Linked DNA regions of Mus musculus: region 2 is linked to region 1. A link is a contact called in public Hi-C data. All regions are on one chromosome and are shown on one strand. The core of a region is the stretch at or near the end of the contact, and the rest is flanking DNA. Distances in the headings are between cores, read along the strand shown.

The links. Hi-C and Micro-C count contacts between places; a contact is called where the count stands out from the background.
Region 2: a contact with region 1 is called in a Hi-C map of liver, with 5 times the contacts expected there. The contact joins two enhancer-like sites. A contact is called at or near these places in 1 of 15 datasets of contacts at CTCF or cohesin (the NIH/3T3 cell line) and 1 of 484 Hi-C or Micro-C datasets (liver).

The regions. Positions count from the first base shown.
Region 1 is chr6:141,346,550-141,352,218 of GRCm38.p6, forward strand. The region is part of intron 1 of Pde3a (phosphodiesterase 3A, cGMP inhibited); the gene reads left to right. Among named protein-coding and RNA genes, the nearest start is that of Gm10400, 8.8 kb to the left of the region's middle. Within about 2 kb of position 1,517, at least 10 of the 459 cell types and tissues checked have an H3K27ac peak or open chromatin away from gene starts, as enhancers often do. A contact at or near this core is called in liver, where this site is marked.
Region 2 is chr6:141,589,526-141,594,697 of GRCm38.p6, forward strand. No RefSeq gene overlaps it. Among named protein-coding and RNA genes, the nearest start is that of Slco1b2, 37 kb to the right of the region's middle. Within about 2 kb of position 1,611, at least 19 of the 459 cell types and tissues checked have an H3K27ac peak or open chromatin away from gene starts, as enhancers often do. A contact at or near this core is called in liver, where this site is marked.

The DNA of each region.
Region 1 (5,669 bases), core at 267-2,766:
AACTTGGCCATGTTTCATGTATGCTCTTACTGTGTTCCTGAATCTGGTTTGCAAGTGTTTTCTTGAGAATTTTTGCATCCGTGTGCATCAGAGGAATTGGCCTGTAGGTGTCCTTTTTGTGATATATCCGCGTCTAGTTTTGGTAACAGGATTAATACTGGAATCGGGGACGGGGAGGATTTGGTAGTATTTCTTTAGTTTCTGTTTTGTGGAAAAAATAACTGCTATTAAATCTTCTTAAAATTTGAAAGACTTCAGAAATGAGTCAGTTCTGTCCTAGACTTTGTAGGGTGATTTTGAATGACAGTTTCAATCTCATTGCTTGTCATAGGTCTGTTTAGGTTACTTATATTTTCTGGTTTTAATGTTGGTATGTCATATGTACCAGAATTCTGTAGCCCACTACTGGAATTTTTGCCAATTCATGTTTATTGGTGCACTATTTGCTATAGAGGCAAGAAAATGGCATCAACTCAGATGGCCATCTACAGATGAGTGGACAGTGAAAATAAGATACACATTCAGATTGGAATAACATTCAGCCATAAAGAAAAAAGTAATCAAGAAATTTGCAGGAAAATGAATGGATTTAATGTGATATAAAATGTGGTGACCTGAAGTCAGCAAGAAAAAAAATGAATGTTCTTCTTCAAATACATCTGTATATATAAGCAGGTATATGGGTGGGCATAGTATAAAATTCAGTAAGCAAATCAAGTATGGTAATATAAGGTGAGGATGAAAGACTATAAGAAGTAATGACACATGAGTTATATAGGAATATATACAGCTTTATTGTTTTCTAGTTTCGTATCTGTCAGTTTTTTTTTTTTTTCATGATGGGTAAGTGAATAAAAAATGTATTGACAGTGAAATGGAAGTCCCAGAGCCTAGTCCCAGAGTAAAGTTTTGTGGCTTCAGATGGCCATTCTATTTGTAGAGATGTTTACTGAGTTGTGTAGAGTTTGGGATTGGTAATTGATTGTTTTGAGAGTCTTCTTTACTATAAAGAAGTAAACGTGACGTCTTTGTGAGTTTGTTACAATAAAGTGATTTTTTTTTTTTAAAGAAGAACCCGAGGTGGGATATGAAGTAGGAATTTGAAGGGTTTTAGCCCTAGGAGACAGACCAATGGTCTGGTGTGTGGATAGTGTCCCAGGGTACTCATGGGCATCTATATAAGAAATCTTGCCAAATTATATCTAACGTTAACCTATTCTAGAGTTCTGGGTAGTGTACTCTTTGCTGTCTTCATATAAAATGACATAACAAACAACCCCCCAAAGTGACAACCATTTATTTACATAGTCTCAAGAAAATAACATGGAATCGTATCTGAGTTCTCAAATCCCATATATACCTCCCCAGATGCCCAACCTGAGCTATGTTTAGCCTCCACGGAGATCTGATCTGGTAAACAAACATTCTTATCTAACGCCTCACAGGGCTCTTCCCTGCTGAGTGTAGAACATAGTGGAACATTTACTATTGTTGCTTTGACTCTTGTGATTGCAAAATTGATCCCTGGACTGGAAATGGGGAAATGTTTCAGCAACAAGATATAGAACAGTGTGTACTCCTTCCTTAGCCCATGGTGTGGAAGAATGTTGCTAACTCATATGGAAACACTCTTATTTTTAACAAAAAAAAAATGCTGTAATTGGAGCGGTTATCTCAGTTCCTATGGATATGTGCTTTGTCTTTTGAGTTCTTATTCTTGTTTGCTCACCTTGTGAAACACGTTCTTCCTGGGAAACCCAAGCTTACCTGGAATTGTCAATCCCCTTTCATCTGCCTTCTGAACGATTGTTTTCTCTTTAAACACACACACTTTAGTTAAAAATACTTGGGAGCCAATGGAAATAAAAAGAAGCCGCATAACGTTTCTCTAAAGCTGGAGCTTATACATAAGTGCATCCTGGGACAGGACACGAAACTGAAATAAAAAAAAATCCCACAGAACCTGAATGCCTAATGACACGCCATGCTTGCCTGTCAGCCTTGCACATTTTAATGAAACAGAATTCACGAGGCAGATATTAGGATAGAGTTCTCTGGGTGTTTCAGAGATCAACTCTTCTCCAGTCTAGAATTTAAAGGAAGCTGGTGTTTACAACAAAGAATCTGCGCTGGGCTTCCGGAACAGTGTGGAATAACTTTCCATGTGATGGCTGTCCTAGGACTCCACTGGCCTGCAGCTGGATGCGGAGTGTGTGTGGTGGCTTCTCAGCGGCCGCTCTCTCTGCTGTGCAGCTGCACCGCACATTGAATTGGCACCATTGCTTCCTTTGCAAACCTTCAAGGCGTCACATTTCTCTGGAAGAGAACATCGAGGCTGCTTTTTTTTTCCCTAGAAAGTCTGAAGGATGAAACCAAGTAGGAATTCAGCAAATCAAGGCTACGTACGGCTGAATCTTCTCCGAAACAAAGGAGGATATCTTCTCTCCGTAGACCTCATGTTCCTAGAGATCCCTTTTCCAGATATATGATGAGACTTGATGGCCACACATCAATCATCTCAAAACATCAAGCCCATTGCAAGCCAGAACAATTCTGACAAAGTTACTTAGGAATGAGGGAAAAAAATTCCAACCAGTGACTTTCACGGTTATCTATCTGCTTCGAGAGTCACCCAGCGTCAGATATGTTATTTAAGTCAGAACTTCAACTTTTTAAACATTCAAAGATAGTTTCCTTTTGTGTGTTGTTAAATTTAAAAAAGAAACAACAACAACAACTACAATAAAACCCCCAAACAATAACAACACATTGATCGCCCCTCCCTATGGCCTTTTGCTCTCTGTTGTTATAGTGACAGCCAAGAATCGGCCTTCCTATTTGCTATAGAGAACCCATCCCTCTTCGTCCCTGAGGATCCAGTCTTCTGAGTGTATTCATGCGTGTGTGTGTGTGTGTGTGTGTGTGTGTGTGTGTGTGTGTGTGTGTGTGTGTGTGTGTGCGTGCAATATTGGTTCATGTTGAAGGCCTTCTTTGTTCACCCTTCATCTTAAATCTCAAGGCAGGCTCTCTCATTGGAAGTTAGGGATTTCAGTTCATCTGGTCTAGTTAGCCTACTGGTTGCAGTATCCTAACTCTGAGGTGCCGGATTATAAGGATTATAAGTGAGCCACCATGCACACTCAGTATTTACATTTTGCTTGGGATACTTCTTGTAGCCTTTAATGAATGTAGATAAGAATAAAAATAAAATTAAATTAAAGGCACAGAAAAAATGGGCAGAGCTCTTATTTTTCATAGGTGCCTGACCTAGATGGCTGAATGTGGTGGCTGAGTATCCCAGCCTCCTGGGATAGCTTGCCCTTTTCCTTTTCCTGTGCCCCTTAGCTCATAGTTAACTCATTGACTAACTGATTTCAAGTGATGCAGTGATGTCCGCTTCAATGTTCTACCCAATGCTTAGTGAACAATAACTTGCTTTTATTTTTTTATTTTATTTTTTATAAACTTGATATTGTCAGTATTTCCCTCCCACATGAGTGGCATTTTTGTTTGTTTTGTTTCTGGTTTTGTTATTACAGTTTTCAATTATTTTTGTTGTGAGGAGAAAGTGTGATTTTTAAAGTTAGCTCTCCTCTTAAGGAAAGGAGTCCCTCTCTATCTCAGTAAACACGTTCCTTATATTGCTATATATTAATTGATACCATACAAGATCCAGCAAAGTTGATCAATAATTTAGAAAATACCTGGCATGAATTTTGTTTAAAATTTCAGTTTTGTCCTCAACCTTTTGCTTCGTACTCTGTCATCGCATTTTTATGAGCTTTTAAAAAACACACTCTATCATACAGATGAACAAGTCTTATAATGACGTATCTGTCTCTTGTTTTTAACAAAATGAAAATACGATAGGTGTGGCCATTTGGAAGCTGGCTGCTTTTGCAATGTTCACCTAAATGGAAAACACATGCTGTTTGAGAGCTCGATGTAAATGTAGACTCCAGAGTCACTTAGGCTTTTTCCTTAGCTCCTAAATATTCTGATTATTAAAGTAAGCCATGCAAACTGAATAAATTTTAGAAAATACAAAACAAAAAACAGAGAAAGTGCCTATAACCTAAATATGTCTGTCTGTTTCTGATTGTATGTATACACATTCCTATATATACACGCCCGAGGAATAATTTTCTAATTAAATCATATAATTATTCAGTGAATGTTGAATATTTTATTTAGCTAACTACTAGGAAGTTGCAATAGATTTAAATAAGAAGACTAAGTATCACATATATTTCAAGCCAGAAAAGGAATAAATTTACAAAAGTGTGCATAACTGGTCAGTCGCCACAGGGCAGTACCCGGTTGTTCAGTAGATGAGATGCCCTTTCTAGGACTATCACCATTCTGGCCTTAAATTAACCAGTATGCATTTCTCTGTATGGAATTATAACTAGCTTGAAGGTGATTAGGGTACTCCCCGATTTGTTGAGTTGTTTTGTTCATTTCGGAATCTTTCCCAAATTTTGTATGCAATGTATTTTTTTTATAGCCACTAAGAATTACATATTCACATTCTTTGATCTAAAATGAATATAGCAGTAAGTAATACCGTATCAGCATATTTTCTCCCGTTGAATTTTAAACTGTCTACAAAATTACTAGACCACTATGAAAAGCATAAGAATACAAATAATGAGATGGAAATACTTCTTCTTTGAGAGCTTTACTCTGGGGGAAATAAACTCTTGGCCCTCCACCTCTCCCCTAACTGCTTTCTTTCTGGTCCTTTCTCTTTGGTGTTCTCTGCTCAGCCCTTCCAGGAGTCCAATCTTACCTCTGGAGTTAGGTTTTCTGGATTCTGTTGGCAATGCTACTCACACTGTTAAAGGATGCATTTGAGGCTGTTGTTCAATGTGGGTGAATAAATAACCTTAACATTTACTTTGCAAGATCCAATTTAATTGCTAATTACAGAACGTTTTCAAATTAAGTCTGATGTTCAATTCACCTTCTTTTTTGTTTTTAATCATCTTTGTTTTAATCATCACCAGTGTCTCTTTACTCCTTTTTGGGGGTGGCGTGGGGGGTGGGGGGTGGGAAGTGGGGGCAGGGCTTCATATACTCCCAGACTGGCTTTGAAAGAAGATGACTTTGAACTCTTGATCCTCCCATCTTCAAATGCCAAATGCTTAGATTATAGACCTGTGCCATCACACCATGTCCGCACAGAGCTGGGGTCGAGCCTAGCATGTCATGTACACCAGGCAAGCATGCCACCCATTTGAACAATACTTCCAGGCTGGAGATGTTAGCTTACTGAATCCTGTTGCTTAGAGATGTAAGAGTCAGTGGCTGTCCTTGAGGCACATTCCTCTTTTCTAAGGATGTCTATGTCTCTGTTGTGGTGGTGGTTGTGTGGTGGTTGTTCAGTCTAAGAGAATTCATTCATTTAGCAGTTGTTTCTGAGAGAATGGGCAAGCCTGGAGATGGGCATGACAGATGATGGCCCCTGTGTGCTGGTGCCTGATGGCTGTGTTGATTTAGAACAGGGTTTTTAGTGTGTAAACAGACTACTGTAGCCCCCCACATAAGACAGAACATCCCCTTTTATGTCTCTATATTCCATAAATTCATATGAAAAATTAAAGAGGCAGTCGCTAGGCTAGAAAATGAGTATATGAATAATGGTCCACTGAACTCTTATAAATAGA
Region 2 (5,172 bases), core at 361-2,860, 240 kb after region 1:
TTAAATCAGGGAAGTTCTTTTACTGTACATAATTATTTTAGCTATCCTGGATTTTTTGTTTTTCCATATGAAGTTGAGTATCACTTTTTCAAGTCCTATAAAGAATTGTTTTAGAATTTTGATGGGATCCTGTTGCATCTGTAGATTCCTTTTGATATGATGGTCATTTTTACCATGGTGATCCTATGAATCCATGAACATGGGAGATAGTTCAGTCTTCTGATATCATGCCCAATTTTTTTCTTCAAAGACTTGAAGTTCTTATCATACAGGTCTTTTACTTGCTTGGTTAGAGTTACAAGAAGATATTTTAAATTATTTGTTGCTATTGTGAAGGGTGTTGTTTGCCTTACTTCTTTCTCAACTCATTTATCATTCATGTATAGGAAGGCTACTTATTTCTCTGAGTTAATCTTCTATCTATGCCAGGAGCCCCCAGGTCGAGGCCAAGGAGTCACAGAGTAGGACTCTGGTGATGGCTTTAAAGTCTGAGGATCTGGGGCTTTCTAGCTCTCTAATTATACTAAACTGCTAATGATAACTTCTAAGAAGTCCTAAAAACTTTCTTGCTCTTTCTGAGGGTAAAAGACTGCTGGCTTGGGTTATTAACACCTGTAGCCTAACAGAGGAGGATTAAGCAATGCAGCCTTTGTTCTACCTCAGCAGGAACTTAGCAGGCTCTAACTTTCAGCCTGTTAGTCAGAAACTGCAGGAAGAGAAGACTCTTAAAGAAGTTTATTACTAAGTTGTAAAAAGTTTCCCATGAAAACTATTTAAGAGGACAAGCGAAAGATCCTAAGTGGGGGTGGGGGGAGGGAAAATTCTCTAAGTGGTTAAAGGGAAAAGAAAGATTCAAGTCTAAGTGGGGATAGGCAAAAAAAGACTCCTCTATTGATCTCTCTCATCTCTTTGTCCTCAGTACTTATACATCTTCCAGAATACATGATCACATGTTACAAAGTTCATCAGAAGTTCACACAAAAATAATCAAACCATAAATTGAAATAGAAGTTTACCACAGTGAATTTTCACATGCATATCCATCACCTGTTTCAGATCCACAGGTTCACTGAAGGGTTAAAACCATAACTAAGTTGTTAGTGAAGTTTTGTATAGATAAACCCAGTCGATACTTTATTTTCTGGCCTAACACCTACAATAAATCGTTAGTTCCCTTTTAATGATCTTTGGTTAATTGTTTTACAATCTCTTGGAATGTGCTCTGGGTAGGAGAAAGTCTGGTTACCACCTAAGAACAATTAAATGCTAACACTTAGGAGCCTGGCCACACCCACTCCAGTGAAGTCTGTGTGATGGGCCTAAAGGCTTGGTTGCAGTCCCGAGGCAAAGAGTTTCATGGAAACTCAGTCTCCTGGAACCTTGGCATGAATGCTCCAAACCTGTCCCTGCGTTGGTCAGTGAATGGATCTGTGTGCTTTCTTTCAGTATTTGTTTTATTATAGGTGCCTCCAAGAAATGGTTTTAATAATACCTAAATCAGGTTGAACTTTACTCCCTGGCTTTCACCAATGTCCTAGGCAGTCTTTGAGCTGACCCTGGGCTTGGAATTTTGTAAGAATGTTATTCACCCAGGTGGCATGTCCCAGTGTTGACAGTTAGTAATCAGGCATCTCAGTTTGCCAGACAGGAGCTAGTATTCTCAGGGCAAGCTTAGCAAAGTATACTTAGAATCTTCATTACAGTCAGGTATGGCAAACTACATTGCATATTAGAGGAAAGTTGGTGACTTCTTCTGACAAATGGAGATTCCCTACAGATACTTAAAAGAGCAGCCAAGTTACTCCCATATGCAAGAATTTACCATGGCCTAGGTAAAAGGAGGGTTGTGGTTTAAAAAAGAACTACAGTATTGCATTATTCATGAAAAGGTCTGCTAGAGCAGAACCCCCTGGTGCAAGCTTTCACAAGGCTCAGAGGAATAGCATAAATTGTGACTAGGGTTTGAAATCTTCACCTGGCCCCTGTCATTAGCTGACTTTAGGTAGGGCTGATCTTATCTCAATGGTAAACATTGCCTGGTTCCTGCCAGTCTTTTGAATGCATTTCTCTGTTTTGTGTCAGATAACTTCAATGTACCTTGGCTGTTATGTCACCTAACTTCTTTGTTTTCTTCTGTAATATATAAGTCTGATGCTCACTTTGACAAATTACGTTCAGATACAACATTCCCTTGTGCTTGTGTCTGTTTGTCACCTTTTCGCCGACTCCTGCGCACCTGTACTGGGACCCTGATTCTCCTGCGGATTGAGGGGCTGACTGAGGCCAGTCCGAGGCAGAGACTGACAGAGGTCTCATTGCAGCTTTGACTATCAGAAAAGGACCTAATAGCAGTCCTATGAATAAAAGAGCTTAATAATCACAGATATAATTTTAGGAATTCTTATAGGGTCATCATTAAGACTTAAGTCATCTATTTGTCTATATAGCATCACTACAAGATAGTACATCTTCATGTATCTGTAGAGATCTGCTCCAAAGGGGTGTGCTCCTACTTAGTGATTGTTATATATGCTGAATTATAACAGGAAAAGCATATTAATAACAGGAATCTTTCCAAAAATGAGTCCCTCATAGCCTTGTTTAATGAGGGCTCACCTGTCACTGATTATATAATTATCCGAGGCAGGCCACTTCAGGATGATCACCTGCTAGTTATTAGCTTGTCCCATTATGGCTCTTGACATATACAGCCACTTTGCTGAAGGTGTTTATCAGCTGTGGGGGTCCCCCAGCAGAATTTTTTGGTTACTTATATACTATACTCTCATCTGCAAATAACAATACTTTGACTTCTTTTCTAATTTGTATCCTCTTGATCTATTTTAGTTGTCTTATTGGTTTATCCAGAACTTCAAGTACTATATTGAATAGATAGGAGAATAGTGGACAGTCTTGTCTTGTTTTTAATTTTAATAGAGTTGCTTTTTTATTTATTTAATTTGATGTTGGCTATCAGCTTGCTGTATATTGCCTTTAATACGTTTTGTTATTACCTGATATATTCTAGTGCTTTATTATGAAAGGGTGTTGGATTTTTGTCAAAGGGTTTTTTAGCATCTAATGAGATGATCATGCATTTGTTTTTCTTTAATTTTGTTTATATGATGGATTACATTGGTAGATTTTCATGTTTAACCATCAGTGTGTCTCTGGAATGAAACCTACTTGATCATGGTGGTTGACATTTTTGTTGTGCTCTTGGGCTCAGTTTATAAGAATTTTATTAAGTGTATTTACAACAATTTCATGAGGAAAATTTGTCTGTAATTCTTTGGTGAATCTTTGTGTGGTTTGGCGATCATAGTGATTGTGACTTCATAAAATGAATTTGGCAATGTTCCTTCTATTTCTATTTTGTAAAAACATCTGATAATTATTGGTATTTGTTCTTCTTTGAAAGTCTGGTAGAATTCTAGCCTGGGGGGCGTTTTTGATTTGTGAGGGAGTTGGGAGAGACTTTTAATGACTGCTTCTACTTTCTTAGGTATTATAGGCTATTTAAATGGTTTATCTGATCTTGATTAACTTTGGTAAGTGGAATCTATCAAGAAATTTGTCCATTTCTTTTAGAACTTTCAATTTTGTGGAGTACAGGTTTCTAAAGTATGACCTAACGATTCTTCAGATTTCCTTGGTGCCTATTGATATGTCTCTGTTTTTCTTTCTGATTTTGTTAATTTGAATTTTCTCTTTCTGCATTTTAGTTAGTTTGGATAAGGATTTATCTAGCTCATTGATTTTCTAGAAATACACAACACTTTGTTTTAATTGATTCTTTGTTGCTATTTTATTGATTTCAGTCCTAAGTTTGATTATTTCTTGTCATCTACTGATCTTGGCTGTGCTTGCTTCTTTTTATTCTAGAGCTTTCCGGTACACTGTTAAGTTGCCAGTATGAGATCTCTCTCTTTCTTTATGAAGTTACTTAATGCTATGAACTTTTCTCTTAGCACTGCTTTCATCGTGGCTCCTCAGTTTGGGTATATTGTGCACTCATTTTCATTGAATTCTAGGAAGTTTCTAATTTCTTTCTTTATCTTTACCTACACATAATGGTTGTTCAGAAGGGAGTTGTTTAATTTCCATGGACTTGTAAACTTTTTGTTGTTGAAATTGAGCTTTAATCCCTGGTTGTTTGATTAGATATGGAGGGTTGCTTTAATTTTTCTTGTGTCTGTTGAGACCTTCTTTGAGACTAAATATGGTCAGTTCTGGAGATGGTTCCGTGAGGTGCTGTGTAGATATATTATTTTGTGTTTAGGTGACATGTTCTGTGATATCTGTTAGGTCCATTTGAATTGTAATACCTGTTAGTTACATTATTTCTCTATTTAGTTTCTGTCTTGATAACCTGCCCATTGTTTAGAGTTGGGTGTTAATGTCTCCTGCTATTATTGAGTGGGGTTCTATGTGTGATTTACACTCTAGTAATATTTCTTTTGCAAATGTGGTGCTTTTGCATTTGGGATGTAGATGTTAAGAATTCAGATGATCTGATAGATTTTTTCTTTGATGTAAATAAAGTGTCCTTCTTCATGTCTTTTGATTAACTTTAGTTGGAAATACATTTTGATAGATATTAGAATTGGTACCTATGATGGTTTGTATATTCTTGGACCAGGGAGTGGCACCATCTGAAGGTGTGGCCTTGTTGGAATAGGTGTGACCTGGTTGGAATGGGTGTGTCACTGTGGGTTTGGGTATAAGATCCTCACCCTAGTTGCCTGGAAGTCAGTCTTCCACTAGCAGCCTTTGGGTGAAGACATAGAACTCTCAGCTCCTTCTGTACCATGCCTGCCTGGATACTGCCATGCTCCCACCTTGATGATAATGAACTGAACCTCTGAACCTGTAAGCCAGCCCCAATTAAATGTTGTTTTTTATAAGACTTGCCTTGGTCATGGTGTCTGTTCACAGCAGTAAAACCCTAACTAAGACAGAAGTTGGTACTAGGAGTGGGGTATTGCTGTGATAGGCCTGACCATGCTTTTATCTGAAAGAATGTGGATCTTTGGACTTTGGATTTGGAACTCAGTGGAATGCTTTAAATGGGGCTTAATGGGTCATCCTAGTAGGAATATGGAAGACTTTGTTGTTGGGAGTAATTTGAACTGTGTTGACCTGGCCCAAGAGATTTCAAAGGAGAAGAAT